Regions from separate parts of the Ovis aries genome. Here region 1 is linked to region 2. A link is a contact called in public Hi-C data. All regions are on one chromosome and are shown on one strand. Each heading gives the region's core, a stretch centred on a gene start, on an enhancer-like site or on the middle of the called end of the contact. The rest is flanking DNA. Distances are from core to core; before and after follow the strand shown.

The links. Hi-C and Micro-C count contacts between places; a contact is called where the count stands out from the background.
Region 1: a contact with region 2 is called in a Hi-C map of liver, with 3 times the contacts expected there. The contact joins two enhancer-like sites. A contact is called at or near these places in 3 of 16 Hi-C or Micro-C datasets (liver, skin fibroblasts and tail adipose tissue).

Annotation. Positions count from the first base shown.
Region 1 is chr26:41,293,329-41,296,852 of ARS-UI_Ramb_v3.0, forward strand. No RefSeq gene overlaps it. Among named protein-coding and RNA genes, the nearest start is that of NR1D2, 45 kb to the right of the region's middle. Within about 2 kb of position 2,258, at least 4 of the 54 cell types and tissues checked have an H3K27ac peak or open chromatin away from gene starts, as enhancers often do. A contact at or near this core is called in liver, where this site is marked.
Region 2 is chr26:41,068,693-41,072,179 of ARS-UI_Ramb_v3.0, forward strand. No RefSeq gene overlaps it. Among named protein-coding and RNA genes, the nearest start is that of TRNAS-GGA, 23 kb to the right of the region's middle. Within about 2 kb of position 1,694, at least 12 of the 54 cell types and tissues checked have an H3K27ac peak or open chromatin away from gene starts, as enhancers often do. A contact at or near this core is called in liver, where this site is marked.

The DNA.
Region 1 (3,524 bases), core at 1,008-3,507, 230 kb after region 2:
GATCTCAGACCTCCCAGCCTCTGGACTGTGAGAAATACAATTCTGTTGTTTAAGCCAGTGTATAGGGCTTTCCTGGTGGTGCAAACAGCAAAGAATCTGCCTGCAGTGCAGGAGACCCAGGTTTAATCCCTGGGTCGGCAAGATCCCCTGGACAAGGAAATGGCAACCCACTCCAGGATTCTTGCCTGGAGAATTCCGTGGACAGAGGAGCCTGGAAGGCTACAGGCCATGGGGTCACAGAGTCAGACACGACTGAGCGACTAACTTGCACTTTCAGTTTCCAAGCCAGACTATGGTATCTTGTTATAGAGTGACGCTCCTCTCCAGAGTCCTGCTATCTCAGTGCACTCGTCCATAGTATATTCTGTGCAGGTTTTGTCTCCTGGTAGTTATATTCCCAAGTAAGCTAACCAGACATTCCTATCCCACAGCTGGGATGCTGAAGATGTATCATCTCACGAGGCAAATGATCTGTTTGTTTATAATCTCACTAAGGCACGTGCCCCAGCAAGCATTTGCTGTAATGTGGGGGTTTGGGGTTTTGTTTTTGGGTGTTTTTTTTTTTCCATTCTAAAGGAGAACAGTCCTGGGTGTACATTGGAAGGACTGATGCTAAAACTGAAACTCCAATACTTTGGCCACCTCATGCGAAGAGTTGACTCATTAGAAGACCCTGATGCTGGGAGGGATTGGGGGCAGGAGAAGGGGATGACAGAGGATGAGATGGCTGGATGGCATCACTGACTCAATGGACATGAGTTTGAGTGAACTCCAGGAGTTGGTGATGGACAGGGAGTCCTGGCGTGCTGCAATTCATGGGGTCGCAAAGAGTCAGACACGACTGAGCGACTGAACTGAATACATTTTTTTAATAATGTATTAAATCATATTTTCTGAAGGGTTTTCTCCTTTATTTCTAAATCCGAGTGCCTTATCAAGCAATATGGAACCTACATGTCGAATGTATTTAAACCTGTTTGTTATAGGTATTACATTGTATGACACTGACATTCTCCTCTGTAGGAGCTATTTCAAGGCTCAAGTGATTCTGAGGCTCAAATGTTAGAGAACTTTCTTCTCCTGGTCCCTCAAAGAGTCCCAGAATTTGTAAACCATACTCTTGACTCCTTACTGCACATCAGTTTCTTTTGTTATTATTATTATTGAAATATAGTTGATTACAATGTTGTGCTAATTTCTGCGGTACAGCAAAGTGATTCAGTTGTACATATATATACATTCTTTTTTATATTATTTCCCTTCGTGGTTATCCCACGACATTGAATATAGCTCCGTGTGCTATATAGTAGGACCTTGCTGGTTTTCATTCTATATATAATAATTTGCATCTGCTAGTCCCAACTCTGGATCCATTCCTCCCCCAACGCCTCCCCCTTGGCAACCACAGGGAACTTCCAGTCCTTAAATGTTTGTCCACGCTTGACAGTCATGTGGTGGAAGGATTTCCCAATTAGTAAAGCCAGTCCTTCCCCCTTCTTTTTTGTCCTTTGTCCCTGATTCTAAAACAAAGTAGATGTTCGTAAAACCAGTCCCTCCCCTTCTAGAGCTCCTTTCCCATTTGTCCTTGATTCTAGCTGCTTTGGATAGAGAATGAAATGGCTTCTCTACGAGGCAGTAGAGAGTACAATCTATAAACCCTCTCTGCAACTGAATGGAATAGGATGACACTGGAGAATCCCATGGTAAGGAGAGAAAAAGCACCATGTGAGTGCAAGGCGCCACTGGACTCTTCACAAAGCCCCTTTCAAAATACTGCCTCCCATTATTGCCGCCTCTTCAGAAGGCAGCTGGAGGACTGCTAATGGTACTGCTGGAAACACCTGCCAATGTGCACCCCCGGCTTCCACAGCCTTCTCTGAGAAGGGACAGGCTGTGCCCCCAAAGGAGCCGCGTAAGCATTATTCCACTTACTATTATGGCATCACAAAGTACTTCAAATGTCAGCGTATAAAACGATAATCATTTTATTTTGCTCCCAGTTTCTGTAGGTCAGGAATTCAGGCAGAGCTTGACGAGGACGTTTCTACTGGGGGTCCCACAAGAGGCTGCAGTCAGATACTGGCTGAAACTGCAGATATCTGCAGGTACAACAGGGTTACACAGCCAAGATGGTCCACCCACACAGCCAGCAGCTGACCCTAGCCAGCAGATCAGAGGGGCACTCAGTGGGGCTGTTGACTGAAGAGCTCCCCACGGCCCCTCTCCCTCGCGGCGGCCCCAGGACAGCCCCAGTGCACGCATCCTCGCAGCCAGGGCAGAGGCGGCGCGGCTTTGGATGATGTAATCTTGGAAATGACAGAGATTGTGACTGAGCAGGCCCCTATGGGGACTTCCCAGAATAGACCTCTCTCTCCACCCATGTCCTCCACCTGCCTTTTGTCTGCAGGAAAGCTTCAGTCAAAGAATAATCAGAGAAGTGAGAAAATGCAGAAAGAAAGGAAAACAGTCAAGCAAGACAAGTTAATAATACTTTAACCATTGACTAAAGTCGACGAGCTTTAGCTCTTCCCCAAGAGCTGTGGGTAATATTCCGAGCCATGTCCTTTGAGCTGTTCTGCAGACCCCAGACGGGTCGGAACCAGAAGCCTGATGATGCTGACTCCCAATGGCATCATCACCAGCCAGTCAGAAGAGCATCCACAAGAAGGCCACACCCTGCTCCTCGAACACCACGACTCTCCACTACCCCCTCTAGGGTTGGGGCACTTAGTTTTGAGGGCATTGGCCTGCTGTGGCCCGCTCTGCCTGATAAAGCGATAAAGCTGTTTCTTCCTGCTTCACCCCAAACTGTTTCTATTTGGCACCGGTGGACAGAGGCCAAGTTTTGTTCTAGTCTCCTGACAAAAGCAGTCACAAGCCTGCCTGGACTCTGGGGAAAGAATCCACTGAGCCCCCACCTCTCGATGGAAGGGATGCCAAGGATTTGCAAAGGAGACTAAAACCACCCCAAGAACTCCAGATGCCAGTCTGTTCTGTAGCTGGAAGTCACCCTGGAGGCCGACGCTGCTGCTGCTCTTCCCGCGGCCCCTTCTGGCTCCAGAGGGTGGGCGGTTCGGGGGGTTGCTGGCCATGGCCCTCCGTGGGGGCTCAGGCCGCTCTGTCTCACAGCCCAAGGGCTTTCCCTGGGCTGGGGGAAGAAGCTCAGTCCTAAGGAGCAGCCCCCAACCAAAAGAGATGGCATCAGTGGATAAATCCCCAGCTTCCTCGCCCCTTGCGGGGACAGCGCTATAGCCTTGTCAGGTGGTGCCGCCACGGTGGGGCGGCTGGCCCGGGGGCGGCCAGCTCCTGAGCACAGCCTCTCCGACTCTTCCGCCTCGCTTCTGCTTCCTGACATCCCTTCCCAGCACCCAACATCCTGTCCTCAGCTTTTGGTCTAGTCTCTGGGTCCTGTCTAACTCTTACATGACCCCATGTTCTGTAGCCCTCGAGGCTCCTCTGTCCATGAGATTCTTCAGGCAAGAATACGGGAGTGGGCTGCCATTTCCTCCTCCAGGCAATCCTCC
Region 2 (3,487 bases), core at 444-2,943:
TGTTTCTTCATTTCCTCCCCTGCCCACCATGTTCCTATTCAGACAAAGTTATTATTTAAACAAGAACTTGCCCAGATCATGGAAAACTACATATTGTATGATTCTATTTATGAGAAATGTCCAACGTAGGCAAATCTCTAGACAGGAACGAGATTAGTGGTTGATTAGAGCAGGGGGAATAGGGGTGAGCTAAGGGGTGTCCGAGTCTCTTTTTGACGTGATGAAAATGTTCTAGGGAGTTCCCTGGTAGCCCATGGATTCTGAGCTTCCACTGCAATGGCCTAGTCAGGGAACTGAGTTCCAGCAAGCTGAGTGACCGAAACATAGAAATAAACATCTAGGTTGAAAAAAAAGAGGAATGTTCTAAAAGTGGCTGTGGTGTACATATCTATGAATATACGATAATCCATGGAATTGTGCACTTTGTAAAGGTAACTTACATGGTGTATGAATGATATCTCAGACTTGCATACCCACACGTTTCACTGCTTATCTGTAGAGATGAAAACCAAGGACTTCTTATTGAAAATTAACCAAGTCATTTAAACATGTAGCTGAATTCTTTTGTACCTTTCTTTAGGCAAATAGAAGAGCTTCTCCTTCAAATGCTCAAGACTTGCTAATACATTAAAAAAAAAAAAAAAAGTACAGTCTCTGATATGGAAAATAGCTGCCAGGAATTAGGCTTTTGTTTCCTTTAAAAAAAAAATTACACAAAATAAATTAAACAGGAAGGTAAGAAAGCAAGCCAAGCCCTGCTCTGTTGTGAAAAACTTGGACTCAAAGCTGCCGTTAAGTCTGCTTTTCAAAGGAGGATCCTCTCTGAACTGAACGATCAAAACGAAGGCCCCCAGGGGTCTTAAGGTGATAGTGGCTCTTCCATCAAAGTGGCACGTGCTGTTGAGAACAAGCTCATTTCTGCTTCCGTCAGCTTCGCGGCTGGGCACTAACTGTCCTTCGTTTCACTTGTTTGCACTAACTTTCTTGCTCTAGGCCTAGAGACCACACTCCTTTCCTTGCTATTGTCAAAATGTGCCCCTTGTCCCCATTTTAAAGCAGGCTGGCACTTGGCTCTTGCTTCTGGTGACTAAATCCATCTCGGTCAGTTTGTCTTTGAGTAGAAGAGCCCCAAGGCCCGTGCAGTCCTGTCGTCCAAGGCAAGACGTATCTCTGGTGTGTGTTTACGGCAGAGTCACTGCACCCTCCCTGAGCAGCCTGGGACTGGAGCAAGAAGGAATCAGCGGGGGGCCATGGTACCTTAGGAGCCAGGGGCTCTGGGACGTTTCACAGGCGGCAGGAGGACGTTTCATCCTCCACCTCCACATCTAAAACTAAAGGGATGAATCAAGTGACCGGTGAGGTTCTTTCCAACGCCAGCCTCCAGACAAGGCATGGGAGATGGAGAGCTGGGGCCCCAGAGTCCGAGTGAGCTGGACGGGTGCCTGCACCCTGCTTCCTCAGCCCCTCTGTGCTGGGCACTTCCAGGCTCAGACCGGCTGCCTGGGTGCCTCCTGTGCGTAACTGTCTCACCCGGGGTCAGGGCTGTCAGTAGTCACAGCTGTGATGCATCTATGCTCAATTCAACACAAAAGCAAAAGAGCCGGCCCCGCACACTTCCAGTCTCCCTGGGAGCCAGGCTGGTGTGCGCAGGTTATGGACCACGTGATACTGACTACAAAGCTCCAACCCAGGAGAGGCGAGGTGACGCCCTGAAGCTTCAGGGGGCAGAGTCTAGGGCTGAGACTGTCGGCTGGGAGGAAACATAAGTAAAACCCTCCTTGTTTGTTTCTTTCTCTCCTCCCCGTCTGACTCTCCCAAGTTTGTTTTGGTTCTGAAACCAGGCCCTCCCAGGGGAGCTAACAGAGAGCAGACCCTTCATCCGCTTCCTGTCTCCGAGTCTCCGGGCCTCGGCCTGAGGGGCCCCGTGGGCTCTGCGGTGTCGCCTGCCTCAGTGGGTGCCCTTTTCAGGTGCCCCCACCCTTCCTGGCCACGATCTGCGGGCCTGCGTCTTGGGAGAAGCCCTTCCCCCCTCCCCTCCTCCTCTGCTCTGTGCGGAGGAACACCTCTCCAAGCCCGGAAAGAGAGCGGTGCACGCGGAGGGTTTTCATTCATTTCACCAATCAGATCTCGAAACACTGGAGGCCGTGGTTCTTCACACTCTGTTCCTCGCCAGCACCGTCAGTGGTTTGGAGGTGTTGCTCTGGCGCGGACTCACGTGACCAGCCTCCCCTCGGAGCCGAAGCTGGATCCAGGGCCAGCCGTGTGAGTGTGGGAGGTGGCTCCACTGTGCTCGCAGGGCACGTCCGCCTGCCCCGTTGGTGGGACTCCTGTTGTTCGGTCCCTGAGTTGTGTCCACCTCTTTGCAACCCCGTGGACTGAAGCCCGCCAGGCTCCTCTGTCCTCCACTATCTCCCAGAGATATCAAATTCATGTTCAGGCATGTTTCATCTGTACTCAGATCAGATTCCGCCCAGGCTGAGACGTGCCTGAGCCCCTCTTCCCTGCTGGCCTGCCAGTCCGTTCTGGAGAGCTCTCAACACTACAGACTTCACCCCACTTTTCCTCTCCCACCTCCCTCCTCTGCGGCAACAGCCTTCCCCCTCCACCACCCCCCATGTGTGGGCCGGCCTCCTTCCCCTCCCCATGGGGGTTGCCCCCCCCCATTCCAGCTGGGCCACTCCTGTTCATTTGTTTCATCTCATCCCAGTGAGCACTTTTAAGAATCTCATCCCATTCACCGCTTCTAAGACTTCCTTAAGTCAAATTCGGCCTTTTCGTCTTTCCTTTATATTGTAGAGCATCACTAGAGTTTCCATTGAATTAATACTAGCATATCTCTAATTCTACACTCTACGCTCAGCTGCATTACTGACTTGATTAATATCTGTTCTCTCCCCCGAAGGTGGTAAGCACTGTAAGCACAGATACTCTGGACTGTTTTTGTTTGCCTAGCACCTGGCACAGGGGCTGATCAGCATTAGCTCCTCAGTAAATATTTCATGAAAGAAATGGATAGAGGGAGTGAGGGAGGGGGAAAAAAGGGATGGATAGGTGGACAGGTATGGCATCTTTGGGCCAAGACGTGGGCTTTAGCATAGGCAGTGGGCTGACAGAATGAGCATTATGCAAATTCTCCACTAACTCAGAACAGGGAAGCATAAGCATTTGACAGTGGGATTGTTGAACTTGATACCTTGGACATCTCCTTGCTGTTTTGCACTCTTCCCAGGGACACTCTATTTTTATGGGAATGTAATAATAATAACAAGCACAGTACGTATTTCTTAACCACCACAAATATTTCTCAAATGCAAACTTGCGGCTTCTGATTCATCCATGTTGTTAGGGAGGAAAATCCAAGCTGTCACAGGCTTATGAAAAGCCCTGCATTCTTCTTCTGATTTTACATGACTAATGTCATTAAACAACCACAGAGACTAACCCACTGGTCACAGGAAAATAAAAACGGTCTTGTGTTGGTTGTGTC